Linked DNA regions of Mus musculus: all the other regions are linked to region 2. Evidence: chromatin contacts called from public promoter capture Hi-C data. All regions are on one chromosome and are shown on one strand. Each heading gives the region's core, a stretch centred on a gene start, on an enhancer-like site or on the middle of the called end of the contact. The rest is flanking DNA. Distances are from core to core; before and after follow the strand shown. Region 1 holds the start of Psmd1 (proteasome (prosome, macropain) 26S subunit, non-ATPase, 1). Region 2 holds the start of Eif4e2 (eukaryotic translation initiation factor 4E member 2). Region 3 holds the start of Hjurp (Holliday junction recognition protein). Region 4 holds the start of Spp2 (secreted phosphoprotein 2). Region 5 holds the start of Armc9 (armadillo repeat containing 9).

Evidence for each region. Promoter capture Hi-C pulls out the DNA fragments that hold promoters and counts their contacts.
Region 1: a contact with region 2 is called in a promoter capture Hi-C map of pre-B cells, with 7 times the contacts expected there. The contact joins the promoter of Psmd1 here to the promoter of Eif4e2 in region 2. A contact is called at or near these places in 3 of 39 promoter capture datasets (liver, neutrophils and pre-B cells), 2 of 484 Hi-C or Micro-C datasets (CD4 T cells and pre-B cells), 1 of 115 datasets of contacts at active chromatin or transcription factors (embryonic stem cells) and 1 of 9 other capture datasets (liver).
Region 3: a promoter capture Hi-C map of pre-B cells shows a contact between it and region 2, with 3 times the contacts expected there. The contact joins the promoter of Hjurp here to the promoter of Eif4e2 in region 2. A contact is called at or near these places in 2 of 39 promoter capture datasets (erythroid cells and pre-B cells), 4 of 484 Hi-C or Micro-C datasets (CD4 T cells, CD8 T cells, the HPC-7 cell line and 1 more) and 1 of 115 datasets of contacts at active chromatin or transcription factors (thymic regulatory T cells).
Region 4: a contact with region 2 is called in a promoter capture Hi-C map of liver, with 7 times the contacts expected there. The contact joins the promoter of Spp2 here to the promoter of Eif4e2 in region 2. A contact is called at or near these places in 3 of 39 promoter capture datasets (hippocampal neurons and liver).
Region 5: a promoter capture Hi-C map of pre-B cells shows a contact between it and region 2, with 10 times the contacts expected there. The contact joins the promoter of Armc9 here to the promoter of Eif4e2 in region 2. A contact is called at or near these places in 2 of 39 promoter capture datasets (liver and pre-B cells), 2 of 484 Hi-C or Micro-C datasets (CD4 T cells and pre-B cells) and 2 of 9 other capture datasets (liver and macrophages).

The regions. Positions count from the first base shown.
Region 1 is chr1:86,062,094-86,067,603 of GRCm38.p6, forward strand. Psmd1 (proteasome (prosome, macropain) 26S subunit, non-ATPase, 1) reads left to right here and starts at 2,526. Exons shown (of 25, transcript NM_027357.2): 1 at 2,526-2,712. The coding sequence starts at 2,697.
Region 2 is chr1:87,211,914-87,217,072 of GRCm38.p6, forward strand. It overlaps Eif4e2 (eukaryotic translation initiation factor 4E member 2), which reads left to right and starts at 2,001. Exons shown (of 7, transcript NM_001039170.1): 1 at 2,001-2,106. The coding sequence starts at 2,087.
Region 3 is chr1:88,275,949-88,280,894 of GRCm38.p6, forward strand. Hjurp (Holliday junction recognition protein) reads right to left here and starts at 1,631. Exons shown (of 8, transcript NM_198652.2): 1 at 1,426-1,631; 2 at 1,271-1,337. The coding sequence starts at 1,521.
Region 4 is chr1:88,404,565-88,409,663 of GRCm38.p6, forward strand. Spp2 (secreted phosphoprotein 2) reads left to right here and starts at 2,446. Exons shown (of 8, transcript NM_029269.3): 1 at 2,446-2,652; 2 at 2,753-2,877. The coding sequence starts at 2,586.
Region 5 is chr1:86,153,152-86,158,354 of GRCm38.p6, forward strand. It overlaps Armc9 (armadillo repeat containing 9), which reads left to right and starts at 1,629. Exons shown (of 25, transcript NM_030184.2): 1 at 1,629-1,692; 2 at 3,767-3,854. The coding sequence starts at 3,804.

The DNA.
Region 1 (5,510 bases), core at 1,276-3,775, 1.1 Mb before region 2:
TCATACACAGATCACTGTTTACCACTAACCTTTGTCAAAATTTTCTCTGCATTGACTAGTGAAGTAAGTCTACTGATGAAGCTGCTACCTGAGAGTGACTAAAGAGACAACTCGGTGATTAAGAGCACCGGCTGCTCTCCAAAGGACTAAGGTTTGGTTCCCAGCACCCACATGTGGCTTACAACCATCAAGGGACCTGATGCTCACTTTTGGTTTCCAAGGGCAGTAGGCATGCATGTGGTACAGGGACATGGACAGACGGACACACAGACACACGGACACATGGACACACAGACACACACATACATCATCCATATACATAATTTTTTAGTTAAAGAAGAGAGTAAGTAAAAGTCACAACTGTCATTTCAAAATCCTGAAGATACATTAGGAACTTTTTGCTAGGAGGAGAACAGAATATACAGCATTGTTTCTTCCTTTGACATTTTTTTCCTATATATTATCACATACTTCTGTTTTTGCTTTGTTTTTTAATATTTCTGTGTTTTTAATTTATGTATTTGTTTAATGTATGAATGTTCTGTCTGCATGTACACCTGCATGCCAGAAGAGGGCATCAGATCCCTTTATAGATGGTTGTAAGCCACCATGTGCGATTGCTGGAAATTAAACTCAGGACTTCCGGAAGAGCAGCTGAGCCATCTCACCAGCCCGTTGTTTTGTTTTTTTGAGACAGGGTCTCTCTACATAGCACTGGCTGTCCTGGAATTCACTATAGACCAGACTGACCTTGAATTCACAGAGCTCCCTGGCCTCTGCCTTCTGAATGATCGACCACACCCGGCCAGACTTCTGCCTTTTGAAACGTAAAATGTACAGTATTAGCAGTTCCAGGTGTCAAGTTTTAAGTCTTATGGGGGTTCTGGATGTAGTTCAGTTAAAGTGTTGCTTATCTAGCATGCATGAGACCCTGGTTCAGTTGTCAGCGCTGCAAAAAACAGATATTGTGGTGCACACCTGTAATCCCCCGCATTCCCCAATCAGACCTTGATCAGAAGTTCCAGGACCTCCCAGCTACAAAGAAAGCTTGCAGACCACCTGGGCTATTGTATAGGATCCCCCACCCCATTCTCATTGTTTATTTATGATAGACTAGTTCATTCATTATCATAATAAAGTACTGTGAAGTTTTTGTATTTTAGAGACAGGCTTTCTATTTTTAAAGAGGTATTTATTACTTATTTGTGTGTGTCTATGTGCCCATGAGTATAGGTACCTGTGGAGGCCAAAAGAGAGCATCAAACCCCCTGGAGCTGGAGTTACAAGTAGTTGTGAGCTACTCGATGTGGGTGCTCAGAATTGTACTTGGGTTCTCTGGAAGCTTAACCACTAAAGGCAACTCTCCGAACTGCCACCAACCCAGCCTTTTTAAGACAGGGTCTCACAATTGACTCCTCCTTCACTAGAATTCACTATGGAGATGAGGCTGGCCTGGAACTCACAGAGATCTGCCTACCATTGCCTCCCAAGGGGTGTACCACCATGTTTGACACCTGGACAGTCTATTTTTGTGTATGTTCATATTTGGGGGGAGGGGGGCCTTCGCTGGATGAGGCTGTACGAAAGACACAGGCATGGAGGCAAGTTTGTGTCAAACATATACACATGTATATGTATATACACATATATACACATATACGCAAGTAGGCCGGAGGTTGACATTGGGTGTCTTCCTCAATTGCTCTCCCACTCTTCCTTCCCTACCCCCACACTCCTCAAGGTCTTACTTTGTAGCTCTGGCTGTCCTGGAACCCACTTGTAGGCCAGGCTGGCCTTAAATCCACAGAGATCTTCCTGCCTTTTCCTCTGCTTCTTGAGTGCTGTGATTAAGGTGTGAACCACAACACCCAGCCACTTTATTTTTTGGAAACAAGAGTCTCTTACTAGACCAGGAGCTCACCAACCGGCTACACAGGCCGGCCAGCAAGCCCCAGATATCCACCTGCCTTCACCTCCCCCAGCACTGGGTTTACACCGGCCACTGGGAATCCTAACTCAACTTCAGGTCTTCATGCTTTTATGGCAACCACTTAAGCGACCAAGTCGCCTTTCCAGCATTATCCCACCACCACCTTCCCCTACTTTGATAGCAGATCTTTTATAGCCCAGGCTGGCCTCGAATTCAAGATCCTTCTGCCTCAGTCGCTTTTCTAAGAAAATACTTCCCTGTAGTCTTGGGTTGGTGGGCATTATTGCAGTGAGACCTCCATAGCCTTAGGTGGCGCTGCGAGCAATGCTTATACCTCCCCTAACACTCATTCTCTTAGCAATGGCGGGTGATGAGTGGGCCTCTCTTTGCAAGGGTGTCTATTTTGAAGCCTGATTGCAACTAGAAATGAATGTCCGTTCGCAGCCGGCCAGATCTCTGACTTCACGGAGAGTTATAAAAAACAACGACATGTTTTTTTACCTTGTTGCATGATCTCGAGAGGCGGAAGCTGCATAAAAGACACAGCGTGGCGGTGAATTTGAGCCAAGCCTCAGGCGGAGATGCGGGCAGCCCTAGGGCGGGCGGGGTCCTCGGCTAGAAGCGAGCCGGCGGCCTGTGGAGGGGACTGACTGAGCAGCGCACCCGGGACCCTGGAGGTGCGGTAGAGCAAGCGGGCCCTGAGCTGACAGATCCAGGGCTTGGCCAGGACTGTGGACGAGTGGATCGGCGAGTGCAGGGCGCAGCCATGATCACTTCAGCCGGTGAGTGCTGCCGGGAGCAGGCGCCCCAGTGAGGAGCCGCCGCCGCGCCGGCGTTTAGCTGAGTCAGGGCGGGTGACTGGGCACCTCCGGGTCGAGCGCCGGCCTGCGAGGCCCCTCTGCCCGAGGCCCACCTCGGGGATCGAGGGCTGGGAAACTGGCCAGGTCACTGCAGGCCCCTGGGGTTCGTAGGAATAGGACCAGGTAGCCACCCGGCCGTCCCTCTCCAGCCACACCCCCGTTCCAGGACCAGACCGGGCTCCTAGGCGGTCGCTGGACCTTTATTCTCTGTCCGCTTCTTGGTCGAGTGACCCCCCAATCCTTCCCCGCAGGTGTTTCGGTTTGGGATGGGCCCCGGTGTCATCGTAAGCATCTTATAGCAGGTCCTGGCCTGGCAGCCTAACTGCTACACTAAGTGCTTCTGGCTTGTGCATGAGATATCTTCTCCTGGAAGTCCGAAATTAGGTTTGAGGTGGCTGGGTTTTTGGTGCTACCGTATTCACCTAAGAACCTCGTTCAGTGAAGGCAGCATTGACTGGAGAGCCACCTTACTGTGTGTGTTTAGATCCTCAGGACTGCAAAGCAGGTTTCGCACACTTGTATGGTAGATACTTGTAATGGCTTTTGAAATGGGAAGGTGTGGAGGGAGATGAACTTCTACATGGAGATTTTTCAAGCCCACTACAGACTTGAACTGCGTATAGCTGTTCCCAGTCTCGATGCTTTCTCAGCCCTGGCTGCTTGCGTACCCTTGCTTGGTTGTTATTCCTATTCTGTACTTGTTCTACAAGTATTTGATTTTGAACAAACGGGTTCTCAGTAGACAGTATGCTGTACGGTGGGGAGGGTCTCACTGTGTAGCTCTAGCTGTCCTCGAACTCACTGTGTAGACCAAGCTGACCTCAAACTCACAGAGATCTCCTGCCCCTGCTTCCTAAATACTAGGATTAAAAATGTGTAGTGTACTACTACACTCTGTGCTGGTTATTTTTAAACACGTGAAGAAGTGTTTGGACTTGAAGTTAGACTTTTGTCCTGATAGAGACAGATGATTGCAATGAATTTTAGTTCCCATCAAAAGAAGCATTTTCTTTTCTTTTTTCCAATTAGCTCTGGAGGAAAATACTAGATTTTTTGCCACTTGTAAGAATAGGCTTAGGCCCCGCCATTACCACTGGTCTTCAAAGTGGTGGCTTCACTGATCATAGTTGTGTGGGTGCTTAATAGAATACTGTTAGGGTGGACGCAGAGATAGCCACCTCATTTGGAATGTGGTCCAGGCCACCTTTGTCTCTTGCCTAGGCTATGAGCCTCAAGACTTTTCTTTTTTTTTCCCCAATACTTTGTCTAAGCTCATTCCTCTAGTTCCAAATTTGCTTTGGGAACTTTGTGTAGCATTTCTCATTCCCATTACATCGTAAACATGCTATACTTTTTGTTCGGCCTCTCTCCTACTTAAGAGTTCTTGTACATTCTGTTCCTACTCTAGCCTTTTCTCTCACGAGGTGTTGTAAATCTCCAGTGTTCATCTCGACTTTATCCCTCTATTAGAAACACTAACTGGCATCACAGTTCTGTAATGACCATGTTAACTTGTCTTAATCTGTTACACTGAACTCCAGAGTAGAATTTTGGTCAGGAGACCTGCTTCCATAATTCTAAGGACACTGCCGAGTGTGTGGCAGATGTTAAACAGTGTGCCTTGAATGAAGACATCAGTCCCCTGAGTTTTTAGAGCTGACTGAAAGAGGACTTGGTAGGAATAGACAGAAAAATCAACCCTCCTTGCTGTGTCAGGACTGCAAGCTTTGTGGTCCTGCCCTGAAACACTGAGACGATAACATAGTATACATTTATAGGTATCCTTTATGTTTATAGAGCACATTAGCTTCTGTTCCTTTTTGACACTTTGTTTCCAGTCAGCTCTAGTTAGCTAGTTTAGGACCTGGGCTTAGGATCTCTCCCCAGCACTACAAAGGCCAGAGTCATGGGTCTAGTCTTCATTCATTCACTCACTGGGCACATGTGTTTGCTAAAAGCAATGGTGACTAAGAGGTCAGTGTATACCATTTTGTTTTGTTTTGGTTTTTCAAGAGATTTGACTATGAAAGGGAATGGGAACAAAGACATTATTAGTACTTATTCACTAGAAGGAAGCATGAATTTGAGTGGATTGGATTTAGCAAATAGAGGAAGTAACACAGACAAGCTTTAAAACAATAGTTTTCTACCATCTATCCTCTTCTGACCTCCTGGATTGACCATTTTCAACTTTTAAGTAATATTTCCAGGACATACCTCTATATTGATAAATAATATGAAAATATTGCTATTAATTGAGTCAACAATTAAAGACAGTATCTACTAAGTTTCTATAATGACATAAGCTCTTATTTTTATTTATATTTATTTATTTTATGTGTGTGAGTGTTTTTTACCTTTGTGTATATATGTGTACTACCTGTGTGGCTTGGTACCTGTGGAGGTCAAAAGAGGGCATCGGATCCTCCAGAACTGGAGTTATAGGCGGTTGTGAGCTGTCATAGGGTGCTGGGATCTGAGCACTGGTCCTCTGTAAGAGCAACCAGTGCTCTTAACCACTGAGCATCTCTCCAGCTTCACTTCATGCAAGTTTTTAAAAAGCGCTTAGGTTAGGAGTGACAGAGATGGCTCAGTAGTGAAGAGGACTTGTTGCTTTTGCAGAGGACCTGGGTTTGATTCCCAGCACCCACGTGGTGGCTCACAGTTATCTCTAGTTAACTCTAGTTCTTGGGGATCAGATGCCCACTTCTGGCTTCTGT
Region 2 (5,159 bases), core at 751-3,250:
CAGAACCCTAGAGTTGGAGTTATAGGTGGTCATGAGCAACCAGACAGTGGGTTGCTCATGTCCTCTATAAAAGCAGCAAGTGTTCTTAACCACTGAGCTGTTTTCCCAGCTCCAACATCTTCCCTATGTGAACTTTCTCTAGAAGGTTCGTAAGGGATGTGGGGAACTCTCTTAACTGCAGAGAACATGAACTGGACGTGGTGGGGCCTTTAGTCCTAGCACTAGGGAGGCAGAGACAAATCCATCTGTTTGAGGTCAGTGTACATGGTGAGATCCTGTCTCAAAAAAGGATGGGGGTGAGGGTGGAGATAGTTCAGTGGTTAGGAACACTGGCTACTTTCCCGGGGATCTGGGTTGGTTTCCAGCACCCATGTAGCATCTGTTACTCCAGTTGCAGGCGATCCAACACCCTCCTCTGGCTTTGCAAAACGCCCATGCATATAGTGCAGACATATGCACAGACAGAACACCCATATACACAAGATAGAAAAAAAAAAGCCTTTTTTTTATGGAGATAGGGGTGTGGGATCTAAGTACAGAGTCTTGGCTTTTATGAGGTCTAGAATTTTTAAAAGTGTAACCCATTTTAACTAGCAAGGTTCTTCTAGATGCCACAGCACAAATGTGTACCTTCAGCAGTACGTCCCATTCGTCTAATGTAATACTTCCTCCCACCCCCACTGATCACAAAGGATTTCTTGAGTTTTACTATCTCCCCCCCCCCCATTGTTAGAAATTCTTCACAGTATGGATAGTCAAGAGGCACTGTTCAAAATAAAATAAAATAAAATAAAATAAAAAACAAACAAAGCCAGGCAGTGGTGGCACACGCCTTTAATCCCAGCACTTGGGAGGCAGAGGCAGGTGAATTTCTGAGTTCGAGGCCAGCCTGGTCTACAGAGTGAGTTCCAGGACAGCCAGGGCTACACAGAGAAACCGTGTCTCGGAAAAAAAAAAAAAAGGCCCTGTTCACCTGACCCACATTTCACATGAGCAAGCTGGGGTCCAGAGTAAGAGGAACTCTCTAGAACACTCCTTTATAGGGTTCAAATTTCCATCTCTGATCCAATCTCAGACACTGTAAGAAAGACTCCTAGCCCTGCAAATTCCTTTCGTCCTCTCTCTTCTCAAAAGCCAGAGTACTTGCAAGGCTAGGCCCAAAGCCACTGGGCTGGGTGTGACAGGAGAGCTTCCTCAGCCTCCCTTACATGCCAGGCAATAGGATGATCCCCTGAGGTCTTCCTGAGGAGAAAAAGCGTGACCTTGCTGAGTGACCAGGGGACAACCACGGGCCAGTCCTGGGACACTTTCCTCACCTGTAAATACAGGCACGAACATCAATTTCTACCCCTCCTCTCTGGTGATTAAAAATAAACATCTAACAATGTAATATGTTCAGCAGATGGGTCAGGAAAATGCGTGCCTCATAGCTCTGGAGTTACATCACCAACTAGGGAATTTATTCCTGTGTATGTGATGTGGTTTTGGACAGTCCTTAGGAGTGTGGGGACAATGACTTCAGTTGAGGAGGCAATGATGAGTGAGACCATCTCGGTCCTCAGTAAGTTTGTCACCCTGGTTCGACTCCCCCCACCCCCCACTTCACCCAATATATAGGGAAGGTCTTAATGTATCCCAGGCTGTCCTCGAACTCACTATGTTGGTTAGGCAGGTCTGGATCTTCCTGCTGCCATTTCCCAAGAGCCAGAATTGCAAGTTTGTTTGTAGTGCTCTCTCGTCCTCTCCAAACACCAAGAGCAAAGGATCAACTGCCAGAGAATACCATTTACTAAAGGTTACTATGCCTGACATTTTCCCCCTGGAATCCACGGGGAGGTTAAAGTGGATGGCCGGCAGCCTGCGTAGACAATGCTCAGTGCAAGCAGCCACACCAAGACAGCCCCGGTCGGAACAAGCGCTGTCGTCCCGGGCCACCCGTCCGGGAAAGAGGCCCCGCCCAAGGCCTGAGCACTGACGTTCCGCTGAGCGCCTCGCCAGCCAACCGGAAGTAGCCGGGCCCTTAGCGATGGGACCCGGTAGAGCGGAAGTCACTCCGTGAGGCAGTGGCGACAGCGGCGGCAAGAGGATGAACAACAAGTTCGACGCGTGAGTGGCGCGTGGCCGACCCCGGGGCCCCTTCCCCCAACCGTCCCCCGGGACCGCTCCCGCCGGGGCCGGGCGCGCCCTCAGCCGAGCCGCTCGCTCCCGGGCCGCCGCAGCCCGAGCCTTCCTGCGCCCGCGGGCCCGACGGGGCCGGGAGAGCGCGGCCGAGGTCGCCGGGACCCCTGAGCCGCTGGACCCCGGCGCGGCACGGGCCGGGGGAGGGGAGGCCGCGCCGCCCGGAAGGAGATTTTCGGACGCCCCGCCCTGGTGGGTGCGGGCTGCCGGCGGCGTGGAGGGGCGGGACCTCAGCGCTTCGGGTGTTTCCGCAGCCTTGCTGCCTTCTCTCTGAACGCGGCTTCCCTCCCGCACTCGCTCGGCGTCCTGGGAAGGTCACCTCTCCCTTCCGAGCCTCGATTTTGTCTTCTGCAAGCGGGGACGGTAACAGAGCCCGTGTCGTAGAGTTGGGCAGCTGCGATGAGGTAATGGGGCAGCCGCGCTGAGTACTGTGGCCTCTCGAGTACGGAATGCTTTTCATCTGAGATTCTTCCTGCTTCCTCCCCGACCACCACCCTCCCTTCATCCCCCACCCCGTCCCTGTCTTTCAACTCTTAGTGGCTGCCCACCCCTGCATTCATCTCCAATTCCCGCAGCGAACAGTTGGGAAGTACAGAGAAGAAATATGTGTTGGGGTGGGGGATGGGGGGGTGAGAACATTCCCCTCCTAACGATTAAATCTTTTAGCATTTAAAAGTAATTTTCGTTTTCATCTAGCCCCACTTAAGTTAGTGTTTCACAAGAATTGTATCCCTGGGTAGATTGCAGTGCTCCCTCCTCTCTATGGTTTGTAGTGATCAAATCTGGTTTATCATTCAAAGGCCTACATTTTTAGTTTTAAGCCCACCAGCTGTTTGACAGTACAAAAGTCCTCCAGTCTGAGCCATCGATCTCACCTCTGTAGTGGTTAGGACCGGAAGGACCACATCACGCTCTGCAATACTTAGAGGTACTGTGTAAAATGCTGAGCATGAGCTGTGAAGGGAAAGTGGACTCACTGATAGGTGGTGAAGCTGCAGGTTTTCAATACAGTGAGTTCAGAGGTGCAGACTCAGGAAGTACTGGGATGGGGATTCCAGTTGTACAGCCAGCTCTTCCTTAGGTTTTCATGGTGGCTGAGTGAGCTCTGCTTCTTGAGAAAAGACCTGATGTCTTCTCCACCTTGCTTATTAGCAGAGTCCAGCAGGATAGAGATCCATTGGTCTCCTGTCATAGGCCCTGCAATACCTAGCTTCATACCTGCAGCCCTTCCTCCCTTCTTCTCCTATTGGAACAAATCAAACTGCATCCTAAGAAGATAGTTTTTAGGTTGCCTGTCTTGAATAAGGATGGTTATGTTGGCCACTGTCGTCGTCACTGTTCTGTTGCTGTTGAAGAGATGCCATGACCAGGCAACTGTTTTTTTGTTGTTGTTGTTTTTGGGGGGTGGGGGTGGGGTCTGAGACAGGGTTTCTCTGTGTAGCCCTGGCTGTCCTGGAACTCACTCTGTAGACCAGGCTGGCCTTGAACTCAGAGAAATCCGCCTGCCTCTGCCTCCCGAGTGCTGGGATTAAAGGTGTGTGTCACCACTGCCCGGCCGGGCAACTCTTATGACAAGTTTTTTCTTTTTCTTTTTTACTTATTTATTTAACTAACAAGGCCACACACCTCCTAATCCTTCCTAGCAGTTCTGCTCCCTGGTGACTAAGCATTCAAATATATGAGCCTATGGTGGTCATTCTTAGTCTAGCCACTGCAGCCACCCAGAGGCATCCCTGTGGATTTGTTTCCTAACTTTTTAGGTTAGCATAGAAAGTAGCAGGTTCTATTAGGACACCTTCATACTCAGGCCATTACTTTGTTCTCCTTCTTCCCTGCCCCCACTGGACTCGCTGTGGTCCCTCTCTAGCTCGCTTTTTTTCTTCTAGCTGTCCCCCAAGTCCCTATTGCATGTATTATATTCCTCTCTATTTCCCACTAGCTTCTTCCTAATAACTCTGCAAAAGAGATCTTGGCATGTTTTCTGATAGTTAAGGAAAATGAGGCTTTTCAAGGTTAAGTAACTAGTGCAAGATAGCCTAAAGGGCCAGCTCAGGCTCACTCTTCTACTTTGTTCAAGTGTCTTTATCAACATTTGCTGGGTGGTTTAATTGTTTATAACTATGAGCTGTTGTAAAGAGTAGGGTCTTTTAATGCCCTCTTCCTCCTTCTTCTTCTTTTTTTCAATTATTTATTTTGTATATGAGACACTGTCACTGTCCTCAGACATACCAGAAGAGGCCATTAGATCTCATTACACATGGTTGTGAGCTACCATGTGATTGCTCACATTGAACTTAGGACTTGGAAGAGCGGTTAGTACTTTTAACTGTTGAGTTATCTCTTCAACCCCACCTGTCTTCTAACTTTGCAATAAAGGACAAAAATAAAAGCTTGCTTTTATTTGAAATTAGCAATTAAAATGGTACCCTTGTCCCTGGTTTTGGTTTTGTCATTTCAGATTTTCTTGTGAAAACCCTGCAGTTTGTAGAATGTTGCTCCTTATTTGGAGTCTGTACTCTTTATAACATCTCCCCAGAATTTTCCAGAATCATTCTCAAAGCGTAGTCTCCAGTGAGTGCAGTAGTATGATCTGATGGACACAGATTAAAGAGGCCCTCTAACCTCCTTTAATATGTGGGCTCTGCCTCTAAGTGTGACCAAAGCTGCTAATAGCTTTAAAGGGTGGTCATTAGACTCAACAAGTGGTAAGGTCTCATTGCCTTTCATGTTATTAACATGTGAAACTCTAAGATGCCCTCTCAAGAAGTACAGCCCCAACTGTGATAAACTTGGTTTTCAGGTCCTGGGTTTTGGAAGGCCAGCCTTGATTTGGTTCCTATTTTATATGGTTCTCTTTCTGTCATTAGCTTTTGGCCTATTTTTAAGTGTTTCTAAACTACCTAATTTGATGTTTGGAGATCCATCCCTTAAACATGTTTGTTTTATGTTCGTGTGTGTTGCTAGAGATAAGAGTGGAAAAT
Region 3 (4,946 bases), core at 381-2,880, 1.1 Mb after region 2:
TACAACGGCTAAGTCAAATCAAGGCTTTGCTGAATGGCCCTCTCCGTGGAATTCTACATTTAATCGCATAAAGTGCTAATGTTGCATGTTTGAAACTGAACTCTACAATACGTGCTAAGTGCATGCCCAGGTGAACTGTCAACACACACAAATGATTCCCTCCTGTTCTCTGCAGTTAGCTCTCTGCTCCAGTCTCCACCTTAAATCTGGACTTCAGTCTACTGCATGTTAGGAAAGGCCGCGCCAAAAACGTGTCTCTCAGAACAATCAACAAGATGAGGGATTCATGGCAAGCTTGCTAGGACATAGATTTGTTAACCGACAACTGCAGCCCTAGGTGTCTATGTGTTGGCCAGACCTCAGGGAGGGCTCTTATACCAACTTGTATAGTCTCAAACTCTTCAGCAACTTCACTGTTCTCATATAACTGACATCAGTTATATATCACTGACAGAATATATCATTGAAGACAGATGGGCAGTCCAAAATACTCCAGACACTGCCTACCCCTTCACAAACAGCCGCAAGAGCACAGAAAAGCCAAGAGTCAGACAGCACACTTATGGATTCCTATATTGCTGTGTCCTGATCCCATCCAGAGAAAAGCAACCTCTTTGTAGAATTAGTTCAGTTTCTGCTTATTTAAAATGCTTACCCAACACGTGCCCTGAACAGCCAATAAGACAAAAGACAGACTGCACTTGTAGACCCCTGGCAGACTGTGATCCGAAATCCGATTTTATCAATAAATTCAGACAAACATCAGGGATGGGTCTTAGGGAAGGATACGACCTCATCAAATAACAAACTTATCCCAGTTAGAGAACCGATGAGGTTTAAGGTAGTAAGTACACTCACAACATTAAATAAAATGCGTCAGAGGTGGCAGATAATGGGGACTGTCCAAAACAGATGGGTCTACATTTATACAGCAAAGCCCATGAGAGCGGAGCAGTCCTGGGTGCTGTTCCAATGGCCTGACAGGTACTCTGGTGATGTTATACACAACCATACGGCTTACCCATGATTGTCAACATCCTTATTTTACAGAGTCACTTGTACCGCTAATCAATTAGCTCGAACTTCCATGCCAGGCATTTTAAAAAACCAGGCTGCACTGTGTCTCCAGGCATTTCTTTCAGAGAAATTAAATTGGAAATCAGCAACTCAGGGATTCAAGGTCCCTAGGAGCAAGGGGGACAAATGCAGCATTGCAAATTCTAGGCCCACTGTTCTGGCCCAGTGCCAACAGGAAGGGAGGGCTTCGTACCCTGGGGCGTCTCGTAGGTTAACGTCCTCATCTCCACCAACGGGTCGTCCTCAAAGGGCTGGTTGTACTGCGGGGAAGGGAGAGCTGGTCAGACTCCGGGGCGCTGGATCCCCGCCCACCGCGCCCTGCCCGCCTCGGCCGCCGTCCCAGCCTACCTTCGCTATCAGCCGCTTCATTAACGTCTGGAAGCGGCTACTGCTTTCCTTAAGCTGCTGATGCAGCCTGCGGTCCTGCCGACCCATAGACTCCATGGCGTACGTGGCTCTCTGCCCGGCACTGCACCCGCCCAAGCCCGTCCACAGATCAAACGTGGCGCCCCGCGCGCTAATAGGGTCTTTCAAAAGTATTTACGCAACCGATCCTGCCCGCGTTTCCGGCCGCCGCTCCCAGGGAGCACTTCCGGTGGAAACGAGAAGGGGAGGGACGAGAGGGAGGGTCCGCCGGAGCGGGTGGAACATGCGCATTACTTCATGCGGCACTCCCGCGTCCCCTAGAGGCTTCTGGGTGAGTTGCCTGTCAAGGCTCCTTCCTGGATCTACCAATTTCCCAGCTCTTGGGAAGGCTTGGGGAAAGCCAGATCCAAATAACGGTCCTGAAAGGAGTCTGGAAAGCCAGTGTTCAAAAACAAGACGCGTGTAAATGTGCTGAACGATATTATAAACGTGACAGAATCTGTGATTTTTATCCTAGGGTTTTAAAATAAACTTTCTCTCCCATTTCTGATTATAGGCTGTTTCTTGATTGTTATCTTGTTCCTTGAGGGGGTAGGTAATTTGGTGTCCATTTTATGAGGGCATTTACTTCGATTAACATTTTAGAACATTTTCAGAATTTTTGGGAGGGGTTGTCTTCTGGCAGAGCTGGGGGATTGAACCCCACTAGTTGGTTTTACTGTGACTTCATAACAGCTACATTTGTTTGCGGGTATTAACGTGATTATCACGATATGGGAATTAATGGAATCATTACTGAGTATCAGGAAGTCCCTTGAGGTGCCTCTCTACTTCTCAGCCTGCCCCCATAATCTTTTCATGCTGTCCCATTGAAACTGAGGGAGGGAAGAAGAGCTTCCAGGCTCATAGACTGTGGATGCCCACGCAATGTATTTGCAACAAGCGCGGAAGTCTCTTTCAAGATCCTGGGCTTCTGGGAGGGCCGTCGGTCGTCCGACTCTCCTGGGATTGGATGGCGGTTGCCTCATCCAATCTGTCCCTACCCCAGTATGAACCTGTTGCCTGTGGGGATGTGAGAAGGTGTTGCTTCAGAACGTTGGTGGTGGCGTCAACTAGATATGCTGTTCTGTCTCCTGAGCACCTCCAAGCCTTCCCCATCCTGATGGCTGAACTTCTCTGCACTGCAAGCTTAAAGTAAAACTTTCCTTCCTTATTTTGCTTTTTGCTAGGTGTTTTCTCACATTAACAAGAAAATATCCGAGACTCTGTCAATTTACAGATAATTTTGACTTCACATAGATCATTCACGACTACTGTGTTAGAAAGAGGCATTAATAGCTCATCAAAGTATGTTTAGTCAAATAGGCGGAGAAGGTTTCAGAATACTGATTGTCATTGAGAAAAATCAATTAAAGCATTTACATATACAAAACAGAACAGGTAATTTGGCCCAAATACTTATGAAAGTTAAGAGGGACCAAATTAAGTATTAAATAATAATAAATATAATATTGTAATAATAAATCTTACCAAGGGTTAATGATAAGAACATTTAGTAAGAAAGCCCTTCAGGGAAAAGGACAAAGGTCAGAAATTGTCAACAAGAGAGGAGGTGCAATGGGCAGTGCTCTGTCTCAAAACTAAGTTAAGGATGAGCAAGAACAAGGTCTGAGGGCGGACATAGGAAGGTGCCACATTTAAACCTATTGCTTTGTAAGTTAACTTACGAAAGTTAAAAGGGACCAAACTAAATAGTCATGTCCAGTCTAGGAGGTTAGCATAATTAACAACAGCCACAAATATTAACTATCAGGGTGAGCGTGAGGAAATGGATCTCTAACCCTTCAGGAGAGCCTTTGTTATGCAATGTTTCCAGAGGAAAGTGCAGCATGGTGTAAAATGGGCTTTCAAAAAACACACCGTACTTTGATGCCATGGGTCAACATTTTGAAACCTAAGCAATGAAAGACCTTGGCAGGAATTTAGCCTGGGGGTGTTTACAAATCTCTAACCACAGTATTTAGTATTGTGAGTGTGCTGGGGATGAGAGTGGGGGTGTGGGAGTGTGTGAGGTTCCATTAAGTTTTGAAGAACTGCATTCATTGACATTTAGAATGACAGGACAGAGAGGTCTCAAATGGAGTTTCTAAACATGTTTTGTACCGGTACTTTAAAAGTGTCTGTGTTGTGGCTGGAGATATGACTCAGCACTTAAGACCCGCACAGCTCTTGCATAGGACCCAAGTCTGGTTTCCAGTACCTTTGTCAGGATGTTCACAAAAAGCCACAACTCCAGCTCTGGGGGACACGTTCTGACCCCAATCGGCACCCACACTCACATGTAGAAACCCCCTATACAAATTAAATATAAGAAATCTTTGAAAATGTATATTGTTAAAGAAATGTTAGAGGCTACAAATGGTCAAGGTCTGAGTGCAAAAAATGTTCCTTGCAATCTTGTGTAAACTAGGGAAAAGGGTAAGTAAGATAGTGGGAGAAGAGATAAGGTTTGTGTAGACTCTTGGTCTTATTTCGGCACTGCATGATAACAGGATTGAGATAACGTTTTAAATCACTACTGATTTAATTGCCTGTACCTAGACCCTTGTCTCTGTTAATTTTAAACTTTATGTATGGCCTTGCTATAACTGCATTCTGATTTGCTTTTGTTAAACCACTTGCTTGCTCTGCCTGCCCAGCAACAAATATTGTATAAGAAAGGACTATGTTCTCTACCCAGTGTGTGCCTTCTGCCGAGCAGAGTGTTGCCTGGCCGTAATAAAGCTTTCTGGACTCTTCACTGTTGTGGGGGTCAGTCTGTTTTGTGAGGTGAATTGCCAGTGATCTCATCTGCACATAACATCTGTACTTTCACGATGCGAGTATGCGTTTATGAAAGCGTTTCCAGGATATATTCATATCAACGATGGTGTGATGGAACACTTTTAGCATTAGTTTTCTTCTGCCACGTTTTCCAGAATGGGTGCCTGTCTGTGCAAAAATGAACCTGTGTTATTCATGGAACAGCGAACACGGACAGGCAATCACATATTTTCCCCTTCATCATACAAATCAGAGTCCTTTTATCCCAGTGGGACACACGGAGGCTCCAGACATTTTAACCCTGACTCCACAGAGCTGGGTCACGTTTTACCATCACGGCCCCCTCACCCCCGCCCTACCAGAAGTGTGGATTTCTTCCCCCAGAGAAAATGGGGCTAGGGCTTCGGTGATACTTCTGCTCCACCTTCATGTGGTAGAAAATTGCCTTTTCTCCTCACCTTGGGCCTGTTTTGCAGAACAAACACATTCTTAGGGTCATAATTAATGTGGCTTAATGGGCTACACATTTTAAAAACCAATGGAAGAATTTACATTAAAAATAGAACACAATTAGATCGATTTGGGTGACCTATTTTTAATCAACCCCATTATTTATGGGTCTGAGAACTCTCATGACATCTTTCTCTGAAGCATGCAAAGGCCAGCCCTTCCTGCATTAT
Region 4 (5,099 bases), core at 1,196-3,695, 1.2 Mb after region 2:
CTGTCCACAGAATGGTACATGTCCTTTTGTGGCTGTCACTAGGACCCTGTGACTCACATTTGCTTGTCTATTGTCTTAGGGTTCTAGTGCTGGGAAGAGACACATGACCACAGCATATACTGTACCGGGAAGCATTTAATTGCGGCTTGTTTACAGTTCCAGAGGTTTAGTCCATTTTCATCATGCCGAGGAGCATGGTGGTACCCGGGCAGACATGGAGCTAAGAGATAGCTGAGAGTTCTACATCCAAAACTGTAGGCAGCAGGAAGAGAGAAAGAGAGACACTGGGACAGGCTTGGGCTTTTGAAACCCCAAAGCCCACCTTCAATGTGGACACCAGAACCTCGGAACAGTGTTCACAGGGAGGTAAAATGATGTGGCTTCGGTGTAAACAAACAGCAGGAAGCTTTCTCAAAATCTTCACTTTCTTAGAAACCAAATTGCCTATGGTCCATCAGAATTGGAACAGAGGCAGGGGCACTGTGGAGGCACAAAGCTGTCCCTGTCAAGGGGACCAGAAGCAGAAGGAGCTAAAAAGGAAGTATTCCTTGGGGGTCCACCACCTTTGAGACACTTCCTTTGTGCAGGCCCTGCCTCCCAAAACAAATAGCATCACCAAGGGTCTATGGCAGTGGGACGGAGTGGTGGGGTGGGGAGCCGCATTTCATATTCAAGCCATAACACTCACAGGGGCAAAGTTCCCTGGCTGAGAATCTCTGTTCTGTATGTATTCTCATTTCTCAGGCATGGGTGTGGATCTGAATCACATGGAGAGAGAGGGAGAGGAGGAGGAGAGGGGGAGAGGAAGAGGAAGGGGGAGAGAGAAAGAGAGGTGGGAGAAGGGTTTGTCAAATAAAGGCAACTGGTCCTCTCTCTGGAGTCTCTGTTGGGTCCTTCTGGGTGGGTCTGGAAGGTACACATTTTCAGTGAAAGTCCTAGGTGGTGCTGAAGCTATCTGGGGTCTTTGCATGATGCCTATTCTGATGGCACCACTGACGTTTCCAGAACCCAGAAATACTGAGATGAGGACAGAAAGCAGACTCTTAGTGACGGAGCTCAGTTTAGCAATCGTGATGCTATAAGAAATCAGAAGGCAGCTGTGAAGTTCGTGGTTTAGGGATCAGTTGAAGATTCCATTTTTACATTTGTTCTAAATTTAGTGATCCCACCCCAGTGCAAATAATATGATGGGGAGGATGAGAAAGAGGAAATGACCTTGGAAAGTAATGCATCTTCATTTACGATGCAGCCATAGCCCATCGGTTCTTGCTCAGTGTGTTCCCAGGTACTCCTGTTAAATGGTCTGTGATGTACTTTATATAAATTTCCAGGGACTGTGTGCAGGGCTATACAATGCTTCACTTACTGCCACCCAATTTTGAATACTTTGACCGAGTATTTGGGGGCTGGAATAGCAGAAAATCACTGGGATGATGGAGGCACACATTTCTGCAAACCGGAGGAAGAACAAGAAATCACCATAGCATGAGCGTGACTGGATGGCTTATATTTAATCTTCTGGGTTTACAAGACATGATGGAATTCTGCAGGGGCATTTTAAAAGTCATTGCTTTCTAGCTTCCATCAGAGCCCACCCTGCACGCCTGGTGCTAACACTTAATTATAGCCAAGAGAATCTGAGAAATGCAGTGGTCCCCCCCTCCCTCACCCCAGCAAACGTCAAGCAAAATCAATAGCTCAGTGCTGGCAACAGGATGCTGTTGTTCCCTTCATCTCCTCCGCTCATCTGCAATTGCTTTTATTACTGCAGTTCATTTAATGAGTCCAGAGCGTTTGGAGCCAGATGGTGACATTAGTTCAATCTGGAAGACTCTAATGGAATTGAGTTCAAACCAGGTTAAAAGTAACGGAATTACAAATTCCAGTGGTCATTGTCTTGTGGTATTACGCTCTGGGTACTTGTTATACACCAGAAGTTAGCGCCAGCTTCAAATGAAAGACCTGAAAGACAGTTGAGTGAGACCTGGTGCACTCATACACTCACTCATCCGCTGCATGCTTCATTACTCTCCCTATCACAAACACGGCCATTGTGGTTTCTGAACCATGGCCTCTGTAGTGGAGGTGGCAGGCAGAGCTAAGCCAACAGGAAAATCACTCCGCGTGAGTGCAGTCTCTAGGAAGGGAGGACTCTGGCATTGAGAGGTGGAGGGTGAAGGATTTTGAGGACCTGGGAAAGGACTAGATGCACAAGCTTTAAAGTCACCGTTTTGTTGAGTCCACAATTATGTCCCCTCCCCCAAAGAACAAAATGCAAAGAGAGAAGATAAACATTATACAGGGAGACCCAAGCCTCTCTGAATGTCTCCTGCTGTGGGATAAAGTCCCTCGGAGAGGTCCAAACTTCAAAAGTGGCCTCAGTCTGGAATTTTTCCACAGGAAAAGTCAGCAGTAAATATTGACACCGGAATCAATCATCTCTACTGAGGTTCCAGATTGCTCCAGCCAGCCAGGGCAGCTAGGTCACAGGTGACAAGAATAAGACAGCCACCCTCTGAAAGAGCTGTCATCCAGAAGCCTGGAGAGAGGCCGTCTCCCTGACTCTGGGTCGCCATCCTCTCAGTATGGAGCAGGCAATGCTGAAGACGCTGGCTTTGTTGGTGCTGGGCATGCACTACTGGTGTGCCACAGGTAAAGGACACATGCCACCGCTGGCCACCTGCCCTAGGTGATCACAGCCCTCTCGGTGCCTCATCTCTCTCTCACTGTGGCCTGTGTGTTTGCTGTCTAGGTTTCCCGGTGTACGACTACGACCCTTCCTCTCTGCAGGAAGCTCTCAGTGCCTCAGTGGCAAAGGTGAACTCGCAGTCCCTGAGTCCTTACCTGTTTCGGGCGACCCGGAGCTCCTTGAAGAGAGTAAGTGAATGGAGATACCTCCCTGAGCCATTTTTTTACCACCCCCGCCCCCGTCTTGACTTCACCTACTTTGTTGAGTAGATTATTCTTCTGTTTACAATGATCACAGTCTGTCCTCTTCCATGCTGACTTTTTGGACTGAGAAGAGATTTAATTACATTTTGTTGTTGTTGTTGTCCCGAGGCTGTCAAAGCTTCCTGGGACATCTGATTCTTCCCTCTGTGTTTTCCCTCTGACCTCGGCTTTTCTCTGTGTGTGTCCTGGTTTGGGGTGAAGATCCCAGAAGTCCTTGTGATGCTGTTTGATTGGGAGGTGCTGCCTAATGAGAAAGAGACTCTCTCCCCACTCAGCATTGGGCTACCAGTGTTTATAGGAAAGAAACGCTGGCTTCTGAGTCCATGAAACCCACCCACTCTGGTGGACTTGATAGTGCTGTTTCCCGATCACCTAGAGAACTTGGGAAAGAGACATTATCTCGGGCTTGCTGTGACTCACTGTGGCCAAAGTGAGGGGGAAGCAGAACAGGATCATAGAGAGGCCTTTCTCCTTCCTGCTCCCTGAGGAGTCTCTCTGTCTTCTTATAGGCTTAACTGGGCTAACAGGGAGGTAGGGACAGACATGAAGAAGAAATAGGACTGACAAGCTCATGGAGACATGAGTAGAGCCTTGTGGTCAGCAGCCACTACCTCCACACAGAGGCCACATGGCCGCTCCTACTGGCTGCTCCCTTTTCCACCCTATTCTAGGCTACCACCTCTTACTTACACTCAGCTACTCCTCTCATACTCAGCTGCTCCTCTCACACTCAGCTGCTCCTCTGCTCCTCAACAGCATACACACTTCATTCTCCCAGCTCAACTGCATGTAAAACATGTCCCTTTGGTCCCCTTTTGCAGACACTGGTTCCAAGTTTTCTTTCTCCCAAATGCAAAGCAAATTTCATTGCTTTGGTTGCCTTTTCTAGCTGGATAACTGGGTTGTGAAGGTGTAGACTGAGCTAGAGTGAGCTGCCAGCCCCACCCAGCACCTGACTGTCAGGGTTCACACTGAGCACGCTGGTGGGGAGGCACTTAGAGGCAGGTGTAGGCAGCTGCTAGCCAAAGGTCAAGCTGCTTCTAGAAGAAAGCCTCATCAGAATGACGCTGCCTCTCCCTCCCACCCTGCTCATGCCAGCACCTAGGCCACATTCCGTTGGCACCGAATGCAATCTTCTTAGAATGTTGTAGAACCCATAGCTCCTTGCCAAACTTGCAGATCTATAGTTTACATCATTTTTAATTTAGCCATTGCTCACTACAGAACGAAACAGTTCATTGAATAGGAGCACAAGGACAGATTCAGAGAGAAGTAACCTGGGACACTGTGGACAGGTAACCAGTGAGCCACGGCCGACACAACATAATCTGACATGTGGCCATCTTGGTATAGTCATATGGGCCTGATCCCGGGCACCTAAAGATTAGCCACTCACAGATGTGATCCTAGCAGATGCTTAGTGTGGCACTTAGCTGTCTCTGTGTTGCCCACCCCATGCCTGCCTGTTCCTGAGCCACTTTTGCTCTTCCCCATCATTTGAGTCCCCATGGTCTTTCCTTGAGCTCTGCATTCCACAATGTCACAGGAAACAACTGCAAAGTTACGGAACAGAGATGGCCTTTACGCTACATCCCGCTATTCTGTTTCTCCTCTGTGTGAGACAGACCCCCTCACTAGTTGGGATGGCCTTTTGTCTCTGCAACCCCTTACAGCCCCACCAGGGAACAAAGATACTGACAGAAGGAACAGCAAGGCAGTAAAGTGTGGTGGGCTTCTTTTTGGCCACTTGCGGTCAAATGAGAGGAGAGATGATTAGCATAAAGATGGTGTTTGTAATCTGAAGAGAAGCAGAATATAAGATTCTGGAACTCTAGCCCTCTAGCCTGATCATGGGAAGAATTAAAAACTGAGTCTGAGAGAGAATGTTTAAGGTCTGGTCAATGGCTGTAGGCAACAGAAATTACTGTGGGTGCAAAGAAGTGTGGGTTGGTGCTTCATTCGGTAATGGCTTCCCACAACCGACAAGACCATGATTTGTCTGACATTCCCCCATCTCTCCCACATTGCAGTAAATGGCTCTCTCTCTCCTCACACTTCTCTGACAACAGGGGCCAGACTTTGTCCTGGAACACTGGGCTCTGCTTTTTCCTCAGACAATAAGCCCTCATCCTCTGAGTCTCTGTTTA
Region 5 (5,203 bases), core at 379-2,878, 1.1 Mb before region 2:
ACAGTTAAGAAGATCACACACACACACACACACACACACACACACACACCCCACACTCCCGCCGCCACCCCAAGTGATTGCAATAGGGAGAGTCATGGCTCCATCTAAGACCTGCTTAGAGGAAGGGTGGGATGATTTTTGGTTGGGATGCTTTAACCCTCAAGTAGAAGACCCAGAAATGTTTATTCCTGACTGGTTTCAGGGAGTGAGTTTTGTTTCTAAATTTTACTAATCAACTAGGAGACACAGAATGGGTGTTGCCATGGGTAAACAAGAGGACCAGCTGCTAGCTGGGAATTGAGTTGCATGGGATTCATGAGGAAGAGTGGACAGTTTTATGGGTCCTTCCCAGAACACAAAAGATGAGTTATTTGGGGAAACAAGGGTGTTGACTGCAGCAGTTTTGCAGGTGCACAGAATTCTGGAAAAGCACAACAGTGTTCACCTATAAAACACAGAGCCCGCCTGTTATTCATCCTGGAGACACAGGAATCAATCAGAGCACCTATGTGACTCACTTAGAATGATGCTGGGCACAAATATGGCGTATTCAGCAAATAAAAATTATCCGAAATGTAAATAAAATTGGCTGTTCTATATTTCATCTGATAACACTTGGCACACAGTTAACTGAGAATACTTCTAGGGGAAATTATTTTCAAGCTATATTACCTGGACAGGACATAGGACATAGTACTCTCTTCCTAAATATAGCCTTAGTTAGAAGACATCCTAACTCAAAGAGCATTGACAGAGCAGAGAGCTCAGGAGACAGGGCCTCTGCCCATCCTAGAGCAGCTGCTTCTTCTTTCTTCCTCCTCCTCCTCCTTTTTCCTCTTCCTCCTCCTCCTTCTTCAAAGGCGAGGGCACCTCCCTTCTCAAGTCCTCTGGACAGCCTTGGGAGGCTCCCACCTCTTTTTTTCTGTATAGCCCTGGCTGTCCTGGAACTCACTCTGTAGACCAGGCTGGCCTTGAACTCAGAAATCCGCCTGCCTCTGCCTCCCAAGTGCTGGGATTAAAGGTGTGCGCCACCACGCCCCGCGCAGCTCCCACGTTTTGAAGGCCTGGAAAGTGGTACTATAGAGACTTCTACCACAAAGCCTCAGCACTCCGAGGGGAAGGGAAGGGTTTTCTCTGGCCTTAAGCACTGACTTTGGACCAGAGATTAAAGAGTAGTAGCTCTGAATACACGCAGGGCAGTGGGCTGGCCAGAATTCTGAGTAGTATTTAATGCACGCTCCTTTACTAAATAAATAGGCCCTGGAATCAAACTCCCTTCGTCCGGCTTGGAGGAAAGCGCCTTTAGCTCTAAGCCATCTCGCTGGCCTCCGAATCTGTTTTGTTTTACAAACCTAAATTCATACGGGAAAGACAAAAGTGTCTCTAATACTTCCCGGAAGACTCTGTCGTAGGTGAAAGTGTGGTGCTCGGATCTTACATAGGCAGATCTGAGTTATCGTTCGTCTGCAGTCTAGACTAAAGTCACCCGCACGCCACACGCCTGTACGGCCTCACTTCCGGTACTCACCACGTATGGTACCTCCCACTCTCCCTCCCAGGATGCTCCACGTCGTCTTCGCCCAGCAAGATTGGCCGAGTCGCCTCACGTGACTTCGGCTAGCGGTAGCGGTTGCCCGGGTGACGGCCGGCGAGCTGGCGGTCTGGAGGAGTGAGCGCAGAGCCCTGCAGCAGGTAAGCGCGGCCCTCCTTGCGACTGCACCCTTGACACAGCCCTGGGATCATTGCATGGAGGGCTCGCCTTGTCGGACCCGGTTCCTTCCTGGCCAGGGCCCGAGGCGGCCGCTTGAGCATCCCATTGCTTCCCCCCAGGAGCCCCCGACTCCGCTGCGCTGCGGTGGGGTGGACTTGGAGTGGCCCCGGGCCTTCTCGCTGAGCATCTGCAGCAGGATCTCGTGGCCTGGGGCATTTAGCGCTCTCTCTCTCTCTCTCTCTCTCTCTCTCTCTCTCTCTCTCTCTCTCTCTCTCTCTCTCTCTCTTTCTCTCTCTCTTTCTCCCCCGCCCCCATAGTTTATTAGTAGTCTTCCTTCCCAGCGCCCAGGACACTCTCAGACTTCACTGAATCTAAGTGGAAGCATGTTATTTGCAGGACAAATTCATCTTCTCCTTATCCAGCCAGCTGTAGGCCTGAATCTCTCGCTGATGGAGAGATGGCATCGTCACCGCATGCAAAACACTACAAACAGTTTACTTCTTTCTTCACAAGGTAGATCCTTAGCCCAGAGGTTGTTTGGTCTAAGTTAACTGAGCTAAGGAGACAGGACATCCATCCAACACAGAGGGTTCAAGGGTTGCTTTGAACTCACAAGAGATATACACTTGCTGACCAAGCCTGATGACTTGGAACGCCAGGAACCACACTTCGGAAGGAGAGGCCCAACTCCTGCACATTCTCCTGAAATATCAGCATAGATTTAATCCTAGCTCTGGAGAGACTGTGAGTTTGCCCATGAGATGGGAAACTGTGCTAGTTAGGGTTTCTCTTGCTGTGATGAAGTAGTATGACCAGGAACAGCATAGGGGAAGAAAGGGTTTATTTTGCTTAAGATTCCACATCTTTGTTCATCAAAGGAAGTGAGGCAGGACAGGATCCCGGTTGTGTGAGCCGATATGGATGCTAAGGCCATGGAGGAGTGCTGCTAACTAACTGGCTGTCATCTTATGTACATCCTTATAGCCTCCATGAACTCAGAATTCCTGGTACCCTGACACGTTGCCTTAGTCAGTGTGGTTCCTACCGTCCCCTTTCTTCAAACCATTACTCTGTTTCTAATGAGATGGTGACCTGGGATTCCCTGAATCCCTTTCCATCCAGCTCCAGGCCTGTCTGAACCAGGCTGTCTAACAGGCATCTTGGGGCTTAACGCCACACACAATGCTTGCCTTGAGTTATGAAGGGGATTCTGATGCAGGAGCATCAGTGAGAGGACATTGAAGTCAACCAGTGGGGAGTTCCTCTGGGAATCCACAGCACAGACGACTGGAGAGTAATGGGCCAGAAGAGGTGTTTTCCCAAGTCTCTCTGGGTGGGTACCTTTAAGCAGAGACCTAACAAGATGTAGATGTTTGCAGCAAGAGCATCAAATCAGACAGGACTGTGGTTATGCAGGTCCCTGAGGGCAGGTATATTGTGGGCATCAGGGAGTTTCCGCTTGGCAGTGTGGTTCAAGTCAGATGAGTGGAGAGCTACCAAGGGCCTAGAGAGATGGGCCTAAGGAGTCTGCTTCCATCTGTGGGTTCCCAGAAACACCTCCATGTGTGGGGGTCACAGGCATGTGTGCATGACACCCTTCCCTTGCGATTGCCAGCATATCTGGTGGAGAGCCACATAAAGAATTTGATCGGACCTCTACTAAGGGAACTCAGATGAGTGTGCCAGATTCAGGCCTTGGCAGCCTGTTCCTTTCAGGACAAGCTAGAGGACAGTGCTCTGCATCCCAGCTCCTGCCTTACCGCCTTAACTCTCGACTCTCTTCAAAACCTGAAGTGACCAGACCTTCTTTCTGCATCTTGTCACCTCTTCCTCAGGGACTCTCTTGCACTACTAATCCAGGCTTATCTCTGTGATAGAAGGACTGCTGATTAGTTTTCTTAACGCTACCTGTACCTTTAAATCCCCCTGGTCATGTGACCTCCCATTGCCCCACAGTCACAGGTCCTGGGGATTACTGTGTCCACCACAGCCACCCACTTGTGATTTCACAGTGGCTTAAATTAATCTTCGTTTTTTGTTTTTTTTGACTCGTAGAGGTTTCTGCTGTGAGAATTCCCAGTAACCGTTCACCATGGGGGATATCCTGGCTCATGAGTCTGAATTACTTGGATTAGTGAAAGAGGTATTTACATGAAACACAGTCACAGAAAAGCATCTTTTTTAAAGATTATTTGTGTGTTTATGTTTGTACGTCTGTTTGCATTGTGTGTGAGCGCCCACAGAGACCAGAGGGGGGCACCGGATCTCCTGGAGCTGAAGTTGAAGGCATTTGTGAGTCATCCTCTGTGGGTCCTGGGATTGGAACTCAGATCCTCAAAACATGTATATTAAAATGTAGTGGGACCGGAGTGATGGCTCAGAGGTTAAGATCACTGGCTGCCCTTCCAGAGGATCCAAGTTTGATTCTCAACACCCACATGGGGACTTACAGCCATCAGGAATTCTAGTCTCGGGGAACCCAACACCCTTTTCTGGCTTCTGTGGAATCCCGGCATGGATGTGGTGCACATAATACATGTAGGCAAAATACTCATACACATAAAAATAAAAAAAATGAATAAAGCTTTAAGATGAAAATTAAAATGCAGCAATTATAGCTCGGTGGCTCAAAGCACTGACTGCTCTCTCCAGAGGACCCAGGTTTGCATCCCAGTACCTAGATGGTGGCAAACTATATGGTCTGTAATTCCAGTTTGAAAGGATTTGATGTCTTCTTCTGGCTTTGTGAATGCTGTGTGTATGCTTATACATGTAGCCCAGCCCTGAGAAGCTTCAGCAGGTCAGTCTGGGCTTTATGCAGACATCCGGTTATCAAAACAAATTAAATGAATAAATGACTATAGAAATACATAATAAGATGTGACATTATTTCTGAATTACAATTTTTCTTTTAATCATAACATGATTTTCTATTTCACCCACTCATGTGCATGCAGGTGTGTTGTGTTTGATTGGGTCTCATGTAGCCCAGGATGGCCTTGAAACTGATAGGTAGCCCGGGATGGCCTTGAAATCCCTTTCCTCCTGCCTCCGCCTCTCCAGTGCTGGGATCACAGGCATGTGCCGTAGATCAATCAGCCTTAGCTCAGAGTCATTTATATTTGCTACACTGAAAGCTTTTGAAGAGCAGGACCCAGGCAGGCCCTCCGAGGTTTGGAGCTGAAAAAGTGGAGGCTGGGGCTATTCAGTGTGAGTGAACTGTCAGCTATGACTCAAGAGACACTGGAGGGAAGATGGTCTCCACGTTGGACAGGCAACTGTGTTCATGGTGGTGGTGCTGAGTACATTTTCTTTTTTTTTTTCTCTCTCTCTCTCTTGGTTTTTCGAGACAGGGTTTCTCTGTGTAGCCCTGGCTGTCCTGGAACTCACTCTGTAGACCAGGCTGACCTCGAACTCAGAAATCCACCTGCCTCTGCCTCCCAAGTGCTGGGACTAAAGGTGTGCGCCACCTGTGACTGGAACCACAAGGCC